Regions from separate parts of the Sus scrofa genome. Here region 2 is linked to region 1. The links are chromatin contacts, called in public Hi-C maps. All regions are on one chromosome and are shown on one strand. Each heading gives the region's core, a stretch centred on a gene start, on an enhancer-like site or on the middle of the called end of the contact. The rest is flanking DNA. Distances are from core to core; before and after follow the strand shown.

The links. Hi-C and Micro-C count contacts between places; a contact is called where the count stands out from the background.
Region 2: a contact with region 1 is called in a Hi-C map of heart right ventricle, with 2.8 times the contacts expected there. The contact joins two enhancer-like sites. A contact is called at or near these places in 2 of 47 Hi-C or Micro-C datasets (epiblast stem cells and heart right ventricle) and 1 of 2 datasets of contacts at active chromatin or transcription factors (alveolar macrophages).

Annotation. Positions count from the first base shown.
Region 1 is chr13:136,930,756-136,936,993 of Sscrofa11.1, reverse strand. HACD2 (very-long-chain (3R)-3-hydroxyacyl-CoA dehydratase 2) reads right to left here. Exons shown (of 7, transcript XM_013982376.2): 7 at 3,430-6,238. Among named protein-coding and RNA genes, the nearest start is that of ADCY5, 32 kb to the left of the region's middle. Within about 2 kb of position 1,338, at least 15 of the 83 cell types and tissues checked have an H3K27ac peak or open chromatin away from gene starts, as enhancers often do.
Region 2 is chr13:137,029,666-137,036,263 of Sscrofa11.1, reverse strand. The region is part of intron 1 of ADCY5 (adenylate cyclase type 5); the gene reads right to left. Among named protein-coding and RNA genes, the nearest start is that of ADCY5, 67 kb to the right of the region's middle. Within about 2 kb of position 4,998, at least 27 of the 83 cell types and tissues checked have an H3K27ac peak or open chromatin away from gene starts, as enhancers often do.

The DNA.
Region 1 (6,238 bases), core at 89-2,588:
TGAAGTCCTTGTCAGATAACAGGGTACACCAGCACAAAGCAGCCATCACCCAGGGAAAGCCAGGTATGAGGTCAAGTGTGGGACAGGGCTTCCTGACACCAGGAGCCTCAAGGACGTGAGCCCGAGAGGCTCTGACAGCCAGCACCTAAGTCCGTGCTTAGAACTGGGGTGTGGGCAAGGGGGGGTGGCAGTTTGGACGGATCCAGATTGGGGTTTTAAGCCTGTGAAGCAGCATCAGGGGCTGCCGGTCCTAGCCGGGTCTTTTCAGACAGACAAGTTCACATTCAGTGGTAGACTCCCTTACAGATGCACCAGAAAGTAGCGAATGGTAGACTCCATCGAGGGTTGATGACACCCGGGTCCTTCATCTAAAACATAATTCATTTACCTATTTGATGATGGTGGTTTATTAAAAATAAAAAACAAGGAAAGTATGCCCAGATCCAAGGCTAAGCCCCCGCCCATTTCTTCTCTTACTTTCTTTTATTCCCCCCCTCGGGATGGGTAAACATTCTCTGATGGGGAAAGCTGCCACCACCAGATTCGTCATTTTCATGGTGTTCAAGGAGCTTTAGCCCTGAAGAATGTTTCAAGGATCAAGGTTGAAAATAGTTTTGGAAGAGCCTGCATTAGCACCCCCTCTCCTGGGGATTCACAAACTGCATTCACATGCAGAAAGATCTGAGAAGATCAGCAGGAGAGAAAACTTTTCTTTTCAACCCTTTGAAGCTCTGAACCTTCCTCCCTAACACACCCATGCTCCAATGCTCCTCTGAACATGTGGATTTCACTATGACACACACCCGCTCAATAAACAAACCACCTGCAGGCGACTATGACGATCCGCCCCCGGCACAATCACCTAGTGTGGTTGTGGAGGGATTACATGTGCCCTCGGTTATCTATGTGGCATGTCCAAAACTGGTGTCATTTAAACAGCTCTCTCTTGAGGAAGACTTTAAGCCTGTTAGAGAATAATCCGCGGCATGAATAGAAGTATTTTAAATCTGTGAGAAAACTCACAGACCAAGAGTCAAGTTAACTCACACCCACAGAGTGTACTGGACAAGCTGCAGACAAGCATTCTCGGGGCCAGACGCGGCCTTATAAGGTGGCCTGAAATTTTCCCATGGCCCAGGCCACTCTCCAAAAATATCCAGAGACAAGAGAAGAGTGGGAACTGACCTCCCTGAACGTTTCAAAGATTAACAAGCAGGCTCTCCATTAAACAGGAGCACTAACACCTGCTTTACGAACAGCTCCAAAATCCCTCCACACTGTGAAACCAAGCTGCCTGCAGGGTCCCAGCTGGGGAGGTCTCCGCGGCAGGAAGGGAACAGATGCACACATCCAAGCTGTTTTTTGCTCTAGAGAAAAGTGTTACTTACTGTACCCCTCTAGAATATGCTTTAAGATTGGACTGCCTTTGTTTTATAGGGTCAGGACAAATCTGTGACTCATTTTCACTAGTGTGCCTTTCTGCCCCTTCTGAGGGCGACCTTGGGCCAAAGCTGTCTGTTTCAAAAGGCCTTGGACTCCCAAGGCCCTGATGGCCTGTGAAGTGCTGCCCCCCAGTGGAGCAGCCTGGCCATGACAACATGGAAGCAGAAATGGCCTTTGGGCTTTAACCTGAAGTGCAGCATCTGGATTGCATCCACGAAGGTCGGAGACAGATGTGGAAGTGCTGTCATGGTAGTTAAGTCCATGTTGGAATTAGTGACCAGAAAACAATTCCCAAATGTAAACAGGTTTATGACATTGGCACTAGATGCTTAAGTACACAGCCTCTCACACATTTTATTTTTGTTCATTCAAAGACCTTTAGTGTAGGAGTTCCCCAGCAGCTCATCGGGTTAAGAACACGACTTGTATCCATGAGAATGCGGGTTTGATCTCCAGCCTCGCTCAGTGGATTAAGGATCTGGCATTACGGTGGCTGTGGCAGCTGCAGCTTTGAATCAACCCCTAGCTCTGGAACTTCCACATAGCAGGTGCGGCCCTAGAAAGACAAAAAAAAGGACTTTTAGGGTGAATTGCCTTTTTGTTGGAAAAAAGATTATTTCTGGTAATGAGCCTTACCTTTATAACACTAGGTATATCTTTTTAAATTTGAAAAAAAAGAAAAGATTAGTCATGTTTAAAATAAAAGTATTGGTCAAAATACCGCGCAGCTCTCTTTTTTAACTCTGGTTCTCACTTGCAGGCAGAGAATGTTAATAGGTATGGTATTTTTGGTAATAGTTGTTTAGAATGGTTTTTCACCACTAAACTGTATGACAATGAACCAGTCTATTTGTAAGGCTGGGATTAAAAAAAAAAATAACATGAGGAATTGCAAAGCCAGTCTTCATTCTTGTTAAAGGGAACAGAACAACACAGCAGTATTTTCGGAATGCTGTGTAACAGTAGGTCTCTTAATTATACCAATGGTAATTCCTCAGGCTAGGGCTTGTGTTAACTTGGTACATATAATTGCCACAAAATATGACAATGACAAATTACAAAGCCCTGGCTGGTTTCCCATTACCACCCTAAGATTGTAAAGGTTGTATTTTCTGGGTAGCCTGGACTATTAACTTTACCATCTGTTCCTCAGTTTCAGTTGAAATAGTTTTCTTTCTTTTCATAAATGAAAGACTCTATATGGGAAGGAAAGTGATCCTAACCATTGTGCTGGTAATGTCTAGGATGTGACCAGGCAGCATTTAGGGGAAAAAAAAAAAAAAAAGCTCCTCTTTGGAACAAAGACCACACCCCTGGGCAAGGGTGACAGTCAACTTCGAGAAAGACCTGGCAGACTCAGGCAGGGGGGCATGTTCCCGCTGGGGGTGCCTTGAGAGAGGTCACCCACAGAAATAACCGGCACAGGGACACATCCGCACTTTCTTGGAGGTGAAGGAATTTGGGGTGGAGAACCAGCATGTCCGAAGTGGCCGAGCCGAGTACCAGCTCAGGGTCTTTCTGGCCACGTCTTACTGTGAACATCAGTGTCTTTGTGTTTGGAAGCGTTTTCGGGAGGAGGTGCTTGACCACGTGACCAAGTCCTTGTTTTACTGTGAGAGGAACACTGCTGGGCAACAGTATTTCCCCTCTCGACTTAGAAAAGTTAGATTAAAACATTGTAAGATAAGGGCCCTCAATCTCTTACTCGTTTTCTATTTTTCCTGGTCACTGTCTTGTCCTGCAGCCATGCTGGGGACCGGCTCGGTAAGCTTGAAGACGGACTGGCAGGAAGAATGACTTTTTGGAAACCTCTTGATATAAATCTGTCTATTTTTCCTGTAAGTATAGAACCATTATGAGTAGCAGAATTAGGTTTTAAAACTGTAAAGAAAGAGCTGGCATCCCTAACAGAACGGAAACTCTTCCAGAATCCTACACCACCACTTTGAGGACAATTGATGCGAAAAATCACTAGACCCACTAGTCTGTACTTCAAATCCAGGCAGAGCACATACCAGTTTATTTTGAAATGCAACACAGATCAGTATTTTATGAATACAACTTATTACTACGTTAACATTATCAGGTAAAAACAGCTTCCAAATGCATGCATAGAAAGTTAAGCATAGTCTTTGAACTCCTTATTTCTAAATATACAAAAAATACATTTAAATTATATAATTTTAGTGAATCAAAGACTTATAAAATTACAATTTTGGTTTTCACAACATAGAAAAAATATAAAAATGACTATATATACGGTTGTATAATTTTTTACCCAAATTTCAAAGGAGCAGTATGTACTGATTTTTGTCTTAAAATGTTTTATCTGAAACTCAGAACTGAAAATAATTTGCAGGTTGTACCACATCACTGCCAACCTTTCATTACAAGTGAATAACCAAAAACACAAGTGGAAGTGAGGGCACAATCTCTTCACATGCCTCAATGCTACATCTTCTAAACCCTTCCTGCCGGAAGCTGGCTCCAGAGGAACGTTTCCGTCAGGGAGGATGTGCTTTTATTCCATGACTAACTCTCCATGGTGCCTTTCATAATCGTCAGTATGTGTTAAATGAATGACCCCAACCTTAGCAAACAGAACACAGCAAGATGCAAATGAGCAGCTTGTGTCTACAAAGCACTACCTAGTACCTCAAAGAATTCTGTCAGAAGGTGGTCCCCGGAGGGGGGGATCTGAAACACCCAATCAGGTGGGGGTGGGAGGTGGGCCGAGGATGCCTTTGACTGTGCCCTGAAATGAAAACAGTCAATCTGACAAAATACCCACCCGACACCACCCTCTGCATTCATACTTCATAAGAAGCTGTGGCACCTGGTGGGGTTGGATGTTCTCAATTCATCAAAGAATGCCACCACTTCCAAAGAGAAATGAATCCACGTTAAGAGATAAAGAAACCAGTTACCGAGAGAGATGACTAGAGGACAGGGCGGCATGCCTTCTTTATCTGCAATGAGCATTTTAAACGTTGATGGACCAAAATGCACACCGGTTGAGACCCTTTTTAAGAGGGGAGTTGTTCACTGAGTTCTTGTTGCCGAAGTTCAAGGTGATGCAATCCCACTATTTGTGACACTGTTTTCCATAAACAGGGACAAACTATAATACAGACGGCTGAATAAAACCCCCAATCCAGCAATCCTGGCAAGCCTGTATTTCTCATCCTATCTTCTATAACTATTCCCCAAACAAATGAAAAAAAATCTTACCCAAATTAAGTAATAAGGCTACTATCACCCAAATCGATTCTATTTTATAGTAGAAATACATTTTGGAAAAATAAAAAGAGAAAAAGCACGAAAAATAATCTTTCCCTCACATTTTGTTTATCAAGTACAAGAATACTCTAATCTTAACATGCCCAAGTTAAGAGTGCTGACTTTAAGAAGCAGAATTTTCATGTTCAATTCAAAAATAATCTATTACGTATCTGTCTGCATTAAATTTTAGGCTACGTATTTTCTTCTCATTTTTTTCTTAATTTTCAAGCTTCCATGAAAATAAACATTTCAAAAATTAGTTTTCCAATATGATACTCTTCTAATATTAGCAATTATATTTTAATTGATAACCAGTCAGTAAGGTAGTAAGCTAGACTTTTAAAGAAAAACCAATTAAAAAAAAAAAAGGGGATGATGTTTCCACAAAGAACATTGTGTGTTTAAGATCTAAAGCAGGCCTGAACTTGGGCTTTATATTTTCATCCAACCCTTTCTTAAAGAGTCTTAAATGCACATTTAGCAATTAACATATGAAAACATGATGTTAATTAGACAATGTCCATATGACCAAAGTGTTTCTTGGCTGCTCCAAAATGTGGGGACGATACTACTTTTAGCTCATGACTGCCCAACTGGAACATTTCACTGCCTCTGGACTTCCAACTTGGTGGGGATTACATAGAGCCATAATTAGGAAATGGAGTCAAACAAAAGAGTTGAATGAAAATGTAAAAATAAAATAATAAGGGTGTCTAAGCCTATTCTCCAATGTCCGTCCAGGCTCCACTTCTCAAGTAATGCCTTCCATGTGCTTTCAACAACAGAGGTCTCTACTCCCATGCAATTAGATTGGCTTCAGGTCCCTAAGTGAGAACAGCTCTTGGCAAACACCTTACTCGGTGGTGTTCTGGGAATGGTGCTGTGAAAGGTCTTGTCATTAACTGGTGACTGAGCTTTCCCTTTCTGAGGACTGCCATTCTGCTAAAATGTGATGGAGGCTGAGCCCCAGATAAGGTAGCTTTTCTCTACGATATACACATACTTAGTAAACTCAAGCATATTTCCTAGTGGCAGGCAGTAATGACTCAACTGAAAACAAACGAAAGGGGTTCTAGTTGTTTTCTGATTACAGGCACTACCCCAGAGTTTCACGGACATATACATTGTATAATTCATTCACTAGACAGGAGGGGGAAGGGCCCAGCCATAACTTCAGGGCATTCCAGAGAACAAATGGCTTCCAGCATGCGGTCAAGCACTTGGAGAGGGAATGCGAAACACACTGCAGACTGAAACGTAACTGCTGCAAGCTGGGCATTCAGTGGGTACAACTTCATCACTCAGACTGTAACGCGCAAGTATTTAGTGTTACGGATCTTTACTTATCAGACACAGGAAGGAAACAGGAGGATATAAAATGCCAAATCCCTTTCCAGCGCCATCATAAATATTGGGAACCTCTGGTTGAAAGAGCATGCTGAAATGGACCGGCCAGGATGTTTTATGTAACAGCTTTTGTTTTTCGTGTTTTATAAAATCCCAGGCCCATGTG
Region 2 (6,598 bases), core at 3,749-6,248, 96 kb before region 1:
AGGCTTGTGAGAGGAGAAAGGAACAGACACAGGGCAGGAGATGAGAGGGAGGCTTCAAGCTCACAGAGCAGGTGGCTCTGCGAGAACTTTGAGAGAATCCAGGACAGCAACTGCTGCCTGGGTGGGGGGATGGTGCGGAAGTGGGGGCGATGGGAAGTGGCGGGGGGAGAAGGTGTGAGATGAGAGTGGGTGAGGCAGACAATGGAGGCTGTCAGGAGGGCTCTGTGACAGCACAGCGTGTGGGAAGGGCATGTGTTGGGGGGGGGTTGCCTCACCGGAGCTCCGAGACATGGGGACCTGGCGGGGGTCAGCGATTGCAAAGTTAAGAAACCCAACTGGAGCCCCCAAGTCTCAGTCAACTTCTGATCAGACTTTGAACAGCAGACAGACTTCAAACTAAAAGAGTTTCCAGGATGGCATTTCTCCTGCTTGTAAGCATCTCATGCGGGGGTCTCTACACCAGCTCGGGCAGATTATCCTAATTTCTACAGAACAGGAAACTGAGACGCAAAGGAGAAACCAACTCAACCCAAGGATACATGGATGAAATATTAAATAAAGCGGAGGCTACAAATCCAGGTGCTTTTATCCCTTAAAGACACAGCCAGACATCTCTGGGTCTGAACTCGCCTCCCAGCCAGAGGCCAGACTCTCCTAGTGAGGGCTACCTCCCCATTAGAAGTTATTACAGGAGTTCCTGTCATGGCTCAGCAGTAACAAACCCACTAGTATCCATGAGGATGACGGTTTGATCCCTGGCCTCACTCGGTGGGTTAAGATTCCCACATTGCTGCGGCTGTGGCGTAGGCCGGCAGCTGTAGCTCTGATTCGACCCCTGGCCTGGGAACTTCCACATGCCACAGGTGTGGCCCTAAAAAGACACACACACACACACACACACACACACACACACACACACACACACACACACACACCCCAAAACAAACAAACAAAAAAAACCCCTAGAAGTTACTACAGGACTCCCCCAGAAACAGTGAGCTCAGATTTGAGCGCATTTTGGTCTCCAGGAAAAAAATAAGCTAGAAAAATCCTGGCTACAACTACCAATATCCCAGTATGATTATCAACCATGAGCATTTACAGGGAGCCATGTAAATGGGGAACAAGCCGAGGAGAGGTGGGTGGGAAAATGACTCTATTACCCTGTGCCCTCAAATGGACTCTGGTCCCATCAAGCAAAGCCAAGCTCTGAGCAGCTGGCATTTGGGGGGGTCCATGGAACCTGGGCCCCAGAGTGGAGAGTGTGGAGAGAAGAGGCAAGACCTGGGTGAGCCCTGTCAGTGTATTCATCGACCTCAGCCATGGGCTGCGCACTGCCCTCGCCTGCCCTCTTTATAAACCCAGGCACTGTTGGTTCCCTCCCTTGGAGTCGGGCTGCCTGTAAGGGCCCGCCTCCCTAAAATCAGGGTGGGCACACATGCACAGTGCCAGGCTTGGGGTCACCACCATGGGCTCTCCTTAGATCCCATTCTTCCCCCAGGAGAAGTGTAAACAGCACAGTGCCCTGTCTTATAAGCTTTTACCTCTATCCACGGCAAAGGGACTGAGCCTCAGTCTTCTCTCCTGTGAAATGGAAACACCCTCTAGGTTGGCGTGATGGTTAAATAAGTGATTACATTTAAAGTGCTAACAGTGCTGGAGTTCCCGTCAGGTGCAGTGGAAACGAATCCAACTAGGAACCATAAGGTTGCAAGTTCGATCCCTGGCCTTGCTCGGCGGGTTAAGGATCCAGCGTTGCCGTCGGCTGTGGTGTAGGTCACAGACGCAGCTCAGATCCTGCGTTGCTGTGGCTCTGGTGTAGGCCGGCAGCTACAGCTCCAATTAGACCCCTGGCCTGGGAACCTCCATATGCCATGGGTGTGGCCCTAAAAAGCAAAAAAAAAAAAAAAAAAAAAAAAAAAAAGCGTTAACAGTGCTAATAAATATTGTTACCAACATTACTATCATCTGAGGAAGGGTTGGACAGAGATGGACCCGGAATCATGTTATCCCTGCTCCAGGGTTGGAGCATGTTGTCCACTCTGAGTGAAAGGAAGGACTAAGTCATGATGTGGTCTTGAGGCCCTTCAGCCTCTGTACCCTTTGCTTCCCTCGATGACCAGTACATATCCAAGGTCCTCCTCTCTGCTCCAGCCACACTGGCCTCCTTGCTCTTCTGCCAACAGGCCGCCAGACACATTCTGGCCCCAGGGTCTTTGCTCTGGCTGTTCCTTCTGCACAGGATATTCTTACCCCAGATATCCTACCCTAAACAAAGGACCAAACATCCCTTTCAAGCCAGAAAAGTCCTCCAAAGTCAGATCTATCCCTTTGTCCCCAAGCTGGACTGTCCCCAAGCTGGACTGGACTGGAAGGTTTAAAAAGTAGAGGGTGTTGTTGAGGATGTAGAGAAATTGGAACCGTTGGAGTTCCCAGCGTGACGAAGCAGAAACGAGTCTGACTAGGAATCATGATGCTGCGGGTTCTGTCCCTGGCCTCGCTCAGTGGGTTAAGGATCTGGTGTTGCCGTGAGCTGTGGTGTAGGTCACAGGTGTGGCTGGATCCTGAGTTGCTGTGGCTGTGGCGAAGGCCGGCAGCTGTAGCTCCGATTAGACCCCTAGCCTGGGAACTTCCATATGCCGCAGGTGCGGTCAGAAAAAGCAAAAAAAAAAAAGCAAGAAAAAGAAATTGGAACCCTTGTGTAATGATGGTGAGAATGTCAAACAGTGTAGCCACTGTGGAAAATAGAAGGGTGGTTCCTCAAAAAATTAAACAGAGCATACCACCTGACCCACAGATTCGATCTCTGGGTATATACTGAAAAGAACTGAGAGCAAAGATTCAAACACATATTTGTACACCCATGTTCACATCGGCATTATTCACAATAGCCAAAAGGAGGAAACAACCCAAAAGCCCATGGACGGATGAATGGATAAACAAAATGCGGTATATACATTATGTAATATTATTCAGCCTTAAAAATAAGGAAATTCTGACCCATGCTACAACACAGATGAACCTTGAGGACACTATGCTAAGTAAGTCAGGCGCGGGTATCGTGAGGATAGATATGGAATGATTCAACTTATATGAAGTACCTGAAATAGAAAAATTCACAAAGACAGAAAATAGAATAATGATTACCAGAAGCTGAGGGTGGGGGTAGGGGAGTTATTGTTCAATAGGTACCTAGTTTCTTTTTTTTATTAATTTTTTTTTTGGCCGCTCCCACAGCAGGCAGAAGTTGTGGGGCCAGGGATTGAACCCGCACCACAGAAGCAACCTGAGCCACAACAGTGACAATGCTGGATCCTTAACCTGCTGAGCCACCAGGCCACTTCAATGGGTACCGTGTTTCTGATGAGTACGGGAGAAGGTCTGGCAATGGAAGGGGTGATGGTTGCACAGCACAGGGAATGTGCTTTATGTCACTGAATCCTACGCTTAAAAATGGTTAAAAAGATAAAATTTCTGTTATGTATATTTTGCTACAATAAAAAAATAAAAAGAAAGAAAAAAGCCTGAGGACAGGAGACTCAACAGCATATGGAATCCACCCTGGCCCCTGCACTTCCTCCCGGCCCCCTCAGCCTCCCCCACCCCCACCCCAGTGTCTGATGCTGTTACCAGGGTCCCTGCACAACAAGTGGCCTTCCCTATCCTGGAGAGGGAAGGGGGTGGTCCCAGTCTGCTGTGCCCCCTAGTGACAATGAGTGAGGAGCACTCAGGCACCGATACACAGAGGTCACTTGGGAGTTCCCGATGTGGCTCAGTGGTTAATGAATCTGACAAGGAACCATGAGGTTTCGGGTTCCATCCCTAGCCTCGCTCAGGGGATTAAGGATCCAGCGTTGCCATGAGCTGTGGTGTAGGTCGCTGACACGGCTTGGATCTGGTGTTGCTGTGGCTCTGGCGTAGGCCAGCGGCTACAGCTCCAATTAGATCCCTAGCCTGGGAGCCTCCATATGCCACAGGTTCGGCCCTAGAAAAGACAAAAAAAAAAAAAAAAAAAAAAACAGAAAAAGAAGTCTCTTGCCAGAGTTTCCGCTATAGCGCAGTGGGTTAAGAATCTGACTGCAGCAGCTCATGTTGCTGCGGAGATAAGGGTTCGATGCCCGGCCCAGCACAGTGGGTTGAAGGATCTGATGCTGCCTCAGCTGTGGCATAGGTGGCAGCTGCAGCTTGGATTCAATCCCTGGCCCAGGAACTTCCATATACTGTGGGTGTGGCCATTAAATAAAAGAGTCTCTTGCCAAAGAGATGGAGCTTTGTGAATAGGTAGAAAGGGCAAAGAATTTATCACAGAAATTATCACAACTATATTTCAATAAAACTTAAAAAACAGTGCAAAGGGAAAGGGAGTTGCTGGTGAGGCATCTGGGGGACTCTGATTCTGCCTCAAGGACTGTGGATGGCAGTAAAGCCAAGTCAGGGGTAGGCCCTGCCGAAGTGTGTGACAAGAGGAAAGACAGAGGCCCCTGTCCCCTCCGCAGCCTGGCTCTGCAGGAATGTGAAGTGGATCAGGGTGGCCCCCGCGCTAGGCAAGCTTGCAGGCCCGCTCTCAGGTCTCCCACTGGCTTTACCAGTCATTGGTCCAGGCCAAGAGGGAGGAGATTCTCTTGATTGTCCTGGGGAGTTTGCAAGGCTCACAGCTCTGCCCTAACACCAGGGTGGGGTGGGGTGGGGCTGCCCAGCTGAGTTCCAGGCTCCCACCTTCCGGAGATGGACAAGCTCTTCAGGGAGAAGAAAGCCAGATGGAAAAGTGCCCGCCCACGGGGCTAAATTTAGGCTCCACAGCAGCAGAGGCAGCTCCTCTTGCATAGGCCCCTCTGAAAGTCAGCTAAGGAGGTTTACACTATGGGGCCACCCAGAAGGGCAAGAAAACACACACACACACACACACACACACACACACACACACACACACGGACATACACGGACACACACACACACCCTTCCTCCCAGCAGGCCTGGTGAATGCTCCTTCCTGCCCTGTAAGGGGGAGGGAATCCGTCTGTCCTTTACTCCCTGCAGCTCTGAACCCAGGAAGGCCCCACCAGCTATTATTAGCCACGTGACCTCCTGACTCCCAGGTCAGAGGGCCTGAGGTGGCTGGATCCCAAGAAAAGGCCCTGAGGGAGATTTAATAATAAACAGCCTTAAGCCCCCAGCTGCAGATGGGACCAGCTGTCTCCTCTGAGAACGGAGCAGGACGGGAGCAGGACGGCGCAACAGGACACATTATCAAGGCATTTGGTTGGACTTGAGGATGAACCTTGCAACCAAGGGAAAGCTAAAACACGGAGTCACGGAGTCCGGTCCCGGAACATGACTGCGGCACAGAAGGCTGCCTCTCCCTCTGGGCCAAGTCACGTGCGGCCCACCTGTAGACCAGGGGTGACTTATGCTGTGCAGCCCTCGACAACACCAGCTCGTATCTGCACTGCCACTGGCTATACGCCTCTGATACACTCCCTCAGGCCCAGAGGGAGTGAGCCTGTTGAGAGAGCCCCTAACCCTAACCCTAACCCTAGCCAGTTGAGAGCCTGGCGCAGGGCACACAGTGGGTAAGGGCCGGAGCTGGGATTTGAAGCCAGGTGTGTCCTTGTAAAGCCACCATCACATGCACTGCCCTTGTTCTGACCCCAGGACCAAGCTCCAGGGGCCATTTCAATTCATTGCCTGAGAAACTGGTCCTTCGCTGCCCCTTCCCATGAAACAGAGGAGCTGGCCCAAAGCCCGAGGACACCTCTTCTCTCCCATGCTCCCACTCTGATGCTTGGCTCTGGGACAATCTCTGAGCCCCAACTCTTCTCATTTGAGGAGTACCACTGTCGTCTCCTTGCTGCTACTGAAGCCACCCCTCCTTCTGTGGCCTTCAGCTCAGGGAAGGAGGGCACAACGGGACTTGAGAGATGCAGGCACCAAGTGCAGGACCAGCCCTTCAGTCTCCTTGAAGTCCCTGGGACCCCACCCCCGTCCTCAAAGTCATAATATTTACAGGGAACACTGCAAAGCCAGCCACCCCACAGCTCCGCCTGGCTGGCAAGTTACTGCAAACAGCAGATGTCTCTGAACAATATGAACACAGCCCCCTCTCCTCAAGCTCTGCACCCCTCCTCCCCCCGGTAAACAAACAAGCAAGCCACTGGGGCCGAGCGAGCTGCCCTTCCTGCAGAGGTCACCCTGGAGTCCACGCTGAACTCCACTCAAGCACGTCCTTCTAGGGGCAAAGAATGTCCACTGCTGACATACACACGCACTCACAACCAGGGCTATAATCTGTGTGGGTGTGTGATTGGGGGGGGGGGGATGAAGGGACCAAGGCGGAGGCAAGGGGGCAGTGGAGAAAGGACAGAGAGAATATCAATAGAGCCAAAAGGCTTATTTTATTAAAACCTTTTATAAATAAGTCCCACTTAGCTCCAGCCAGACATGCAGTGTCAGTGCCAGAAATCCTGGCTCCTCTACTTTCTGGAGACGTAGCTGCTGAGACAGAGGTATGCGCAGGGTGGGAGGGAAGACCTGCCATGCACCCTCAGGACCCCGAGTTCCAGGGAGAAGGACCCCCAGCCCAGCCTCTCATCTTCCTGGC